Regions from separate parts of the Mus musculus genome. Here regions 2 and 3 are each linked to region 1. The links are chromatin contacts, called in public HiChIP or PLAC-seq and promoter capture Hi-C maps. All regions are on one chromosome and are shown on one strand. The core of a region is the stretch at or near the end of the contact, and the rest is flanking DNA. Distances in the headings are between cores, read along the strand shown. Region 1 holds the start of Chdh (choline dehydrogenase). Region 2 holds the start of Prkcd (protein kinase C, delta). Region 3 holds the start of Tkt (transketolase).

Region 1 (3,518 bases), core at 323-2,822:
TTTTCAGGACCATGTAATGTTTATTAATTTCTTCAAATTAAAGATTGGCTATGCAAAGAGGAGAAGAAAGCGGGGAGCAATGACTGCAGCCCGCAGGACACACACACACACACACACACAAGCTCATATCATACTTCTGAATGATCCAGAACTCAGCTGAGCTACTTAGAAATCCGTTGGGGACAGTGACCTCATCTTTCTAAAACAGCTTTCAAAAAAGTAAAACCCCCCTACTGTCTACGAAAGGCCAGTTACTAAACCCTTTGACGTTTCCATTAAAAGGGAAGAGTACTAGTTTGGAAATAGTATATTGAGCCTAAAACATTTATTTTAGTTGTCAGTAATCTTCAGTGGCAAGACACAATGTGACAAACCCAAAGGACTCTTAAGATCTCAGCTCTCTCATTTCCAAAACCTTGGTGAAGGCAGAAAGCAGAGGTTTTGATGGAGCAAATGGGGTTTGGATGATGTCATCCACTGTCCTTTGCTTTGTGACATTCTCTTATTAAGCAAATGAGCCACCTACTAGGAACCAAGTTCTACTTGAATGGGAGCAAGACAAGGTGTGTAGGAAAAGCCAGGTGAGGGCTCTACATTTTGCAGAGTTCATTCAATGTTCTTCACAGCTGCCCCCAGGACAGTTTTTTTCTCTTGCACAGAGACGGCAAGGGCTTCAGGACACCATAAATAAGCTGTGACTTTCCACAGTCACCAAGGATGCCTTCCAATGTGTGAAGAGAGCAGGGCTTGCATCTGAATGCCTTGTTGAGGATGCGCTTTTCCCTCCTAGAAAGATTCTTTCATTCATGGGGACTGGAGAAGAAAGGAAAGCTGCCTTCAGGAGTTAACATGGCCCTAGACAGAAAGGAAAAGCAAGCAAGCAAACTGATGCAGGCTGTCTGTTGACCCAAGAGGTGGGCAGCACAGATGTAAGCAGTACTGTCTTGTTTGTCATCATTAACCCAGGACAAGGCATACCTGTGTGAGTTGAGTACCACCCTTTTTCTTTTTGAGGAGAATACTACGACTCAAATGCCCAGGTGGCATCTGTGACAGTTCTAAACCTCATTCCCCTGGGAAGCAGTCTGACAACTGATACCTTCCAGGATGGCAATAGATGGGTGGTGTGAGTTCAAGACCCATCGCGGTTAGCTCAGGGGTGCAAACTGGCCCCTTTCTAAGGATGGTTCATGGACAATTCCTTGACAGTTGAGCTGGCAGGTTTTCAGGCGCTTGTCGCTTGTCAGGGTTCAGCTAAACGGATGGGAACCGAAAGGGTGCCCACAATGGAGGGGGATGCTTACCGGCTCTCGAGGCAGGGCGCTCCTGCACGATGCAGCCAAGATCAGCAACACTAGCAACATGGCCCGGCCACTGGCCACCGCCCACCACCACGCGGAGCTGGGGCCAGAGGTCCAGGGTCCTCTTATCCAGGCGCCCGCCGCAGTTCTCCGGGCTCCGCCTCCCACAGTACCGCCCTGCCCAAGCCGGCGCTGGCCTGGTCCCAAGACAGTAAAGTGGCCGCCTTGTCGCCCTCGGGGCTCGCGGGGGTAGGCGGGGTGCGAATGACTCAGGCCCGGGAGGACTGAAGCTCCAGCAGGCGCGGGGCGTGTCGAGCCCCGCGCACAGGTGTGTGCCGCAGGCCAGGTGGGGCGACCGCACCCGCGCCTGGAGCCAGACGGAGCAGCTCGCGGCACTCCCGGGACGCCAGTTAAAGAGCAGCGGGCGAGGATCAGCGGCCACTGCCTTCTCGGCTCTCCTGGCTCCTGTCCTTCGCGTCCTGGCCCAGGTGCGGAGTTGTCCCGGGTGAGTAGCTAGCTTTTCAGGTCCTAGGCTGGGTGAGGACCTGAAGCGGAGGGGCTCAAGCCACTGAAACCTTCTGGGTTTTGAGAGAACTAGCGACAGGAACTTAACAGTTACAAGGTAACAGTGATAGGAATCTCCACCCCTGGCCTCTCAGGCTTTCTGGTTAAGTGTACTCCTATAGAATGAGGCCTGGCGGTTACATCTGGGGTCCCGAAGCTGGTGTCTCAGCACTGTGGGTTCCGAGCTAAGGTTCTGACATTTGGCAGTGCTGCTTCTGCCTGAGTGAGATCTGCCCGACTCTCCACCACCTCTCGGACCTTAATTTTGGGAAGGTGGGCCAGGGACCATCCTTTTGAGATGAAATGGCTTGAGAGGGGGATAGCCCAGTATCATTTGGGGTTAGAGAAAGGGCTACAGAGCCTGGAATTCTGCTGCTTCAGCCCTTCCTATATCGTTAGCAGAGCTGGGCTCACCAGACACGTAGACAGTGGAATTGGAGAGAGCTTCAGGCACAAGTCCTGCTTCTCCCTGCTAAGAGGTTGGGTGGAGTCAAGTGGCTGTATTTGCTGAAGCCCGACTGGGATACAGACTAAATTCATCAGTGAGACAGACTTCAGGTGAAGATTCTGGTTTTGATTCACCTGGAGAAGGCTCCGTCCCTAGCCTCTGTTGGATTGCAAGGAATAGTTTCCTGAGAAACTTGTTCTGGTGCCTGACCAAGGAGATTGACAGAAGGGAGGTTGTAGCCCCACCCTCGCCTGGAACTGGGCCATCCTGGGCTCCCACTCAACCTCAGCGAGCCGTTCAGGCTCAGTGGTTCCTGGGAACAATAAGCTTTCATAGCAGCCTTTCTGACCGGTAAACCCTTGCCTGCTACCAGGGTGCAAAGGTGCATGCTCTTGGCATGGAGCTGAGCACTGTGACAGGAACATGCAAGGCCAGAGTACCTGCCCTGGTGGGAAGACAAAATGGAGACGGCCTTGTTTTCCAGCTTCTATCTGAGAACTTTGCCCTATGGGGCTGAGGAGCCAGGCAGATGTTTAGATAACAATCAGTTTCCAGTTTTGAAAAACAGCCCATGGGGCTGTGCAGAGCAAGTAGAGAGCACTCCCTCTCAGCTGAGCAAGTCACAGCCGATTGCCAACACGTGTTTACTCGGTGAGTAGCTGAGTGCCAGTCCCTGGGCTGCTCTGGCAGAACACAGCCTGCTGTAGTCAGCTCAAGGCAAAAGGCAAGGGGCTTTGGGACAGCAGGGATAGAGAGGTCAGGTCCAGGGACAAGTCAGCCATTTCTTGGCCCCTGAGACAGAAAGGCGGGCAGGAAAGTTCTTGATGTCACATGCACACAGAAACTGGAGCGACCTCTCCTGACCTTGGCAAGGGGAGGTGGGACAAACATAAGGAATTGGGTACTTGATTGGCTTGTTTTGAGAAATGGCTCAGGGCAGCTAGTTGGGTTTCTTATCCCGGAGAAGAATCTGGTGGCAAAGGAGAGAGGAAGAGTTGGGTGAAGGGGGTAGAAAGGGGTGGAAGATATGGGAGAATACTCAGGCAAGGATGCCAGGACAGCCTCCGAACACTGCCTGAGAAGTGCCACCAACCCACCTCCAAGGCCAGTGATGACAGGCTTAGAGAGGACACTGCCCTGTCTCTGGGTCAGGGGCATGTATCCCGTGGCCCATGTGCAGTGGAACAATATGCAAGCAAGGCCCT
Region 2 (3,518 bases), core at 571-3,070, 620 kb after region 1:
CTGTCACTGAGAAACAAAACACACACACACACACACACACACACACACACACAGAGCAGCCGCCCTCTGCTGGCCTGTTCACCACACCCCAATCTAATCCATAGCAGGAACGAGGAAACCCAGTCCCCTCCTCTGTCCCTGATCAGCTTGGTCATAGAGGATCAGTAGCAGAGGAAGAAGAACCGAATATGATTAGAGGCACGCTTACACACAAGCCTAGGGGGTCGGCACACCGATAGCGTGGGCTCCCACAATTAAAGGAATGAATGTACTCTGGCCAGAGGGTTGTTGTGATATAATGCACAGACCTTTGGAACACACAGGGACACAGAGACATGAGCAAGCCAAGGCACAAAATATACAGGGGAAGCCTCTACATACAAGGCATGATTACCAAGTTGCACGGGGCACACACCAAGCCTCAGAACACACAGACAGCCATGAAGTATATGCAAGTCACACGTGAAAAAGGACACATTCACAGGGGAAGTCCCACTATGACAAATAATACACAAAGAGACAAGATACACACTATACTCACAAGTCCAGACACAGATACTACAGCAACAGAAGCCAGACTCCTCCGAGGGCCCAGGGTAGCGGCCAAAGGAAAAAGGGATCTCCCCCACTCAGTCTAAGTCCTCCAGGTTTGAGTGGGGTGCTGAGTGAGGCTCCCTTCTCTCCCCTCCCCTGTATAAGAGAGTTGGGGAAGTGGGAGCAGTTGTGATGGTGCTCCCTCTCCACTGCCAGCCGGCAGGGCAGAGCACTCCCGTCACTGCTGTCCTCATCACCTTACTGGGCCCCCAGAGGGGGTGGCGTCTCTCCAGTGGGACAGAGACTGACAGCACCAGGCAGAGACCACCCGGAGAAGGGACACGGGGGATCAGAGAGGACAGGGGAATGGTGGAGGCTGGAGCCACGCCCAGCTCAGAGACAGATGGAAAGCCAAGAAAGACACCGAGACTGAAAGAAGAGATAGGGCAAGGAGGCGGCGCCGTGAGAGTCCGCCCGCCTGGGACCCAAGCACTGGAGGCTAGGGAGACAGGCGGCCCGCCCTCCGCCCGGTGGTGAAAAGGACCGGAGACTGGACTGGCAGGGGCAGGCGAGCGTGGGCTGGGGGTGCGGCTCTGGGAGGACTGGGTCGAGGGGACGGCGGATCTGGTGGGGGTGGGGAGACGGAGTACACGGACGGCGAGGGGCAAACAGACCTGGCCTGGGAGCAGAGGACCAGGCAAGAGGGGGTGGGGACCGACGAATGTGCAGAGTCCCCTGAGAGATTTGAGAAGATCGGACGGTCCCTCGGCGGGGATAAAGACACACAGGGGTGGAGTAGGGGGTTAAAGATGCTGGGAGTAGTCGGGCCTGGGCTCCAGCCGTCGAAGAGAGGGTCAGACCGACCAGGGTATGGAGGCACCGGCGGGTCTCCGTGCTCGGCGGGACTTTGGCTGCTCCTGGCTCAGTTTCTCAGTTTCAGAACCAGGAGCCAGAGAAGAAAGCGGGGAATGGAGACTACGGGCGAGGAAAAGGGGGAGAAAGGCCGCTGCGCCCTCGAGTTAACTCGGACCCCGCGCCCGGGCCCAGCTCTCACTCACCTCCCGACGCAGGGCCAGGCGCCAGGGGTCCCGGCGAGCCGGGGTCCGTCTCGTGGCGCGGCTCTCCCGGATGCGCGTGGACGGGGAGGTAGGCACAAGTCTGATCCGGACGGGTCCGGAGGCCAGTGGGGACCTCCCGGGTCCCGGCTCGAAGGGTAGATGTCCACGGGCCGCTCGCGGGATCCCCGCGGCCGCCGCCTCCTGCTCTGGCGCCGCGGCACACGGAAGTGCAAAGGGGAGGGGCTGCGCGACCTCACCCAGGTGCCGGCCCCGGTCCCGCCCCCACTCAGGACCCGCCCCACGGGCGCCCGCCCCTTCGAAGCTCCGCCCACGTGAGCTGGGGGTCCAGCGCGTCTCAGCCTCTTTGAGTTGCAAGTCCTTGGGTCCCCAGATCTGTTAGCCGTCTCTGGCTCTTGTGGCGCCTCGCCTGCCAGTGGCACGCAGGCCATCCCATCTCAGGGGACTAATTTATAGAGGAGGACTCCGAGGCCAAGTTGGGGGGTGGGGTTGAGCACTGCACACACAATGGAGCCCAGGAGGCACCGACGGGGCTTCCCCAACTACTTGCGCCCACACCCGGGACTCCCCACTGGCCAGCTGGCCCGCCTTGCCTGGCCTCATTCCTCTTCCTGCTGGCTTGAGCAGAGCCACGCCGCCAGGCCTGCCGGTTCCAGTCCTGCCCGAGAGAAGGAGCTGGGAGGTCTCCAGGGCGAGAGGTTCTAGCCAGTTTGTCTCAGCACTGCTCCTCAGACAATTGTGGGAATTGCCTCTGCCCCCATCTCACTGTCTTTCCTGAGCCCACGGTTCAGAGCTCCCCTTGCTCAGTCAAGCTCATAAGAGGGATTTGATTGTCAGCTGTAACTCATTCACTCATTAAGGGTCCCCTGGGCCCAAAGTCTGAGCACCAAATGGGAGCCAGGGACTCCATTTTTCTGTCCCCAAAGCCCAGAACACTAAGCTGTTACATTATACTTACCCAAAGAAATGACTTCCTGGGCTGGGCAGATGATCGTTTTTTCTAGCACGCAGAGAGCGCTGTGTTTGACCCCCACCACAGAGTAAACCACAGATGGAGGCTCAGAATAATACTCCAGTGCTCAGGGGGAGAAAGCAGGAGAATAGAGTGTGGACGCCAGCCTGTTCATGAGAGACCTTGTCTCAACAAAACCAAACAAACGAGAACTCTTCCTGGGAGGATACAAGAGGGTTCTAATAGCCCAAGATACCTAAGTTCCTTCTGGAAAACTACCTAGAAGGAATAGAAGTCTAGACAGCTCTTTGCCGACTGAGATCAAGAGAAGTGCTGCTGCAGGGGCTGGTGAGATGGCTCAGTGGGTAAGAGCACCCGACTGCTCTTCCGAAGGTCAGGAGTTCAAATCCCAGCAACCACATGGTGGCTCACAACCATCCTTAACGAGATCTGACTCCCTCTTCTGGAGTGTCTGAGGACAGCTACAGTGTACTTACATATAATAAATAAAAAAATAAAAAAAATAAAAAGAGAAGTGCTGCCCCACCCGTGGAGGCTTGAAACTTCCAGGGATGGGGGACCCTGGCAGAGATGTGGGGCTCCAAACCTTATTTTAAATGTACATTGGGGATTGAGCTAGAGAGAGGAAACCACAATGACTCGTCCCTTCTGTAGAAAGAGGAAGGCTGCTGCTTCCCTCTACCCTGAAAGAAAGAGGACCCAGTTTGAAAATTAGTATTTAAGTCCCCAGTCCTGATAACTGTCCCCACCCCATGACAGTGGATTCTTCCCACAAAGTTGACTGGGCAAATTGGATTCCTTCTGGAACCTTCTGCCTCACATCAGGCTTGTAAGCATGCTGTTTCCTGGGTCATTTCCTATTAACATTCCTCTACCTGTCTCTGCTGTGTCTCTTCCCATCTGTGACTCCCTGATGCTCTTCCCATCTATGCCCT
Region 3 (3,518 bases), core at 618-3,117, 540 kb after region 1:
ACATGCATATATATATATGTATATGTGTGTGTGTGTGTGTGTGCATGTATATGCACACACACACATATATATATATATATGTATATATATATATATATATATATATATATATATATATATATATATATATATATATATGTATATATATATATATATATATATATATATATTACTAACTATAACCCACTCAGTCTGTAGAAAGTTACTGGTGTGTATGTTTTCAAGGTTGACCATTTGGTATTGGGTAACCACTTGGTATGCTCTTTCTGGGAGAAGACTACTTCTCCCACTCTCAGGATTCCTTAGTTGCCTGTAGATCTTTGTGTAGAGTTGAAAGAGAGCAAGGATGGATGTATGGAAGGGATTGGAGGGAGGAAAAGGAGGAGAGAAATGTTGTAACTATTTTATAATTTTAAAAAGGACATTCAGATATATAGAAATGAACATTCAGAAATAAAAACATATACCTCTCTAGCTTATGTTTCCATTCCCAAATAGATTATAATTTTCCACTGTGAAGAAGAGGTGGAGGAGGAGGGGGGAGGAGAAGGGAGAAGAAGAGAACAAGGAAGAGGAAGGAGGAGGAGGAGAAGAAGAAGAAGGGGAGGAGGAGGGGGGAGGAGGAGGGAGAAGAAGAGAACAAGGAAGAGGAAGGAGGAGGAGGAGGAGAAGAAGAAGAAGGGAAGGAGGGGGAGGAGGAGGAGGAGGAAGAGGAAGTTAACATCAGTGTCATTGGACAGGTGGAGAAATGAAGAACTGGACTAATAATCACTGCCCTCAGGTCCATGGGGTTGGAAGGCCCAAAGGCTTCTGAGGTTTGTTTGCCTCCTTGACCTGTTGGTGAGCAGAGGACAGAGGTGGCACTTGCCTTGCCAAGGATCTGATAGTGGAACACTCCGAGACCACAACACTCCAGTCCCAGGTCCAGCCCTTGGCAGTCAGGCACTAGGAGGGCCAGCCTCTTTGGGCAGAGCCAGCAGAAGCCAGGGGCTGTAACAAACCACACTGGCAGTCTCACTGGGACACCTGGGAAACAGGCCAGGCAGGGAGCGCTTGGGGGAGGGGTGCTCACTTGCACAGGGCCCATTGTCTCATGACTCTGAGTTTGAGCTCTGTGGAGGACACAGAGAGGACCTGGACCAAAGCTGTACTGGTGCCTTCCTCTGCCTCTGCCCAGCACCCACTCACAGGCTTGCCTTTATATCCTCTCTGTAAATTGCAACAACCTCCGCCTCTGGAAACGGTATTGACCCGAGTGTGTGTCATGGATCCAATGAGACAGATCCAACGAGACTGTGAAGGCAACGCTTTCTGTTACAGCTGCTCAGTCCTCTCAGCTCCACCAGATCTGGTAAGAGCAGTAGGTGCTAACTGTCTCTACAGAGGCAAACCCAGTAATCTCTCTGAATCCACTCTTGTCCGTTGGCTCTAGTAGTCTGAGACCAGCATACTCCTAGTAACTTCTCAGTATTACCGTTTCTGGCAGTGTATATTTATTCTCATGTCTGGGATCTTTTTGGACTGAGGATAATCTGCTGCAGCGCTACCCACCAACCCTGTAATCTCAATCTAACCTTGCCAAGCCTCAACCTTTTCCTTAGAAAAGTGCAATTACTGATTAGTATCTCTCTTCTCAGTCCTACCCAAGTCAGCCGCGGAACTCTGAGCCATGCTTAGAACCAGGAATAGTGGCGAAGTTACTTTGTTGCTACTGTTTGTGTGTGATTAATTCCAACAGGGCACTGTGCTGGGAGAGAGCCCCCAGGCCTGGCGACTTCCGAGAGTCCACTAAATGCGGGGCGTGGCCAGAGGCCACTCGTCGGCCTGGGGTGATTCGGCGCCCCGCCCCACCTCCGCCCCGCCCCCCATGGGCGGGTCCTAAGGAGTCTTAACGCGCCCGCCCGCAGCACCCGTCCTCGGTCACTGCTGGTCGCTTCCTGAGCCGCTGCTGGCTCTGTGTCTCTGTCCTCAGCGTTCTCGTCCTCGTCCTCGTCCTCGTCCTACCACGCCATGGAAGGTTACCATAAGCCAGATCAGCAGAAGCTCCAGGCCCTGAAGGACACAGCCAATCGCCTGCGCATCAGCTCCATCCAGGCCACCACCGCGGCAGGCTCAGGGTGAGCGCGCGCTTCTGGCGGGGCTGGGAGCCGGGTCCCGCGGCCTCCCTGGCTCCGTGTCGCGTAGCACGATGTCGCCACGAGGGCGCGGTCAGATGGCGGAGCCTTCCGCTGCTCCGGAGCGGCCGGGTTCGACCGCGTGGGCCTCAGGTCTCGCGAGCACCTCCAGCCGGCCCGGGCTTCCCGGTTCTCGCTGCGCCCGGGCGCGCCTCCTCGCTCTGCGGCTGCAACCCGGAGGCCACCATGACTGCTGGCGGGAGAAACCTGAGCACGTGTGGGCTCCAGCTCTCCACCAGCATGTTGGTTCCACTGGTTTGCAGATGGGGAAACTGAGATTCCGGCTTTATATCAGTTGTCCAAAGTCACAGTGAGAGCTGGAATTTCAGCCCTTGCAATGTAGGCAGAGAATGTGTGTAGAGCCCACCATTTTGCAGTAGACTGGGGGCCCACCCTTCTCTGCATCTCTAACCACGCTCCCCTCCTCGACACTTCTTGCCTCTCCTGCTATGTGTGGGCTGGGGTCCCGGTGCTGCTGAAGACTCCAGGGTGGGGGCAGGGAGGTGACGATGCAACACCAAGAGAGGCTTAGACCCGAGCAAGGAGGTTGGAGTGCGAGTCTGGGGAGAAGGGAGCTTGTAGAAAGAAGGGGCGAGGCCCACGCGAAATAGGAAGTTCTGGGCTAACGGTGTTTGCACACTGGGTGGTTTCAAGAAATTCTAAGGTCTCCATTGGGCCTGGTATGAGACCTTGAGACAGAGAGATCTGGGCTTCTTGGAATGGTTTGGGGTTCTGGGGAGGGAGATTTTAGGAACCCAGACAAACTGTGAGCTTAGAACAAAGACCAGGATTCTGGATTTTGGCCAGTTCCATACAGAACATATTATTAAAGGAGTGCATTTCTCTTGCCTTTTACCGTGGGTTCCTCCTTACTTAGCCCTTGTGCTTTTAAGACGGGATGTCCTCAGAAGGTTTGAACTGGGAACCCTTTGCCACCCAACTTCCCATGCATACTTTGGACCTGTTATCTGTCTTGGCTTTAGATTGCTGCCTATGATAGAGGGTGCTCCCTGCCCAATTAAGAGACCTGACTTCCTTTTCTCTGGATTTCCTCAGTGTCTGGCAGAGACACTGTCCTCTCTACCTAGCACAGAGTAGGTCTTCACATCCACATCGTTTATTACTTGTTCTTTACTGGCCCCTACATCTCCCTCCAGGTCTGAAGTCTAATCAGAGGGTCAAAGTAGTTGACTGGCTGGTACCTATGCAGCTGAACATTCTACAATGCTGGATACGCATGTAGACCTTTCCAGGATCAGGGAGAAACTAAGTGGGTATTCCTGGGCCACACAGCGTCCTGGGGTAGCATTCTGATAATCAGTTTATACATGAAGACACTGAAGT

The links. Promoter capture Hi-C pulls out the DNA fragments that hold promoters and counts their contacts. HiChIP or PLAC-seq counts read pairs in DNA pulled down with a chosen protein or histone mark.
Region 2: a contact with region 1 is called in an H3K4me3 HiChIP or PLAC-seq map of forebrain, with 3 times the contacts expected there. The contact joins the promoter of Prkcd here to the promoter of Chdh in region 1. A contact is called at or near these places in 1 of 39 promoter capture datasets (frontonasal cranial neural crest) and 4 of 115 datasets of contacts at active chromatin or transcription factors (the SCID.adh cell line, forebrain, kidney and 1 more).
Region 3: a contact with region 1 is called in a promoter capture Hi-C map of embryonic stem cells, with 4 times the contacts expected there. The contact joins the promoter of Tkt here to the promoter of Chdh in region 1. A contact is called at or near these places in 9 of 39 promoter capture datasets (the C10 cell line, the HPC-7 cell line, HPC-7-derived erythroid cells and 5 more), 1 of 484 Hi-C or Micro-C datasets (nephron progenitors), 8 of 115 datasets of contacts at active chromatin or transcription factors (the SCID.adh cell line, T-cell acute lymphoblastic leukemia, extraembryonic endoderm stem cells and 5 more) and 2 of 9 other capture datasets (liver and pancreatic islet).

The regions. Positions count from the first base shown.
Region 1 is chr14:30,007,428-30,010,945 of GRCm38.p6, forward strand. It overlaps Chdh (choline dehydrogenase), which reads left to right and starts at 1,573. Exons shown (of 8, transcript NM_001136240.1): 1 at 1,573-1,806. It overlaps Il17rb (interleukin 17 receptor B), which reads right to left and starts at 1,469. Exons shown (of 11, transcript NM_019583.3): 1 at 1,305-1,469. The coding sequence starts at 1,364.
Region 2 is chr14:30,624,388-30,627,905 of GRCm38.p6, forward strand. Prkcd (protein kinase C, delta) reads right to left here and starts at 1,821. Exons shown (of 18, transcript NM_011103.3): 1 at 1,593-1,821.
Region 3 is chr14:30,547,264-30,550,781 of GRCm38.p6, forward strand. It overlaps Tkt (transketolase), which reads left to right and starts at 1,868. Exons shown (of 14, transcript NM_009388.6): 1 at 1,868-2,117. The coding sequence starts at 2,011.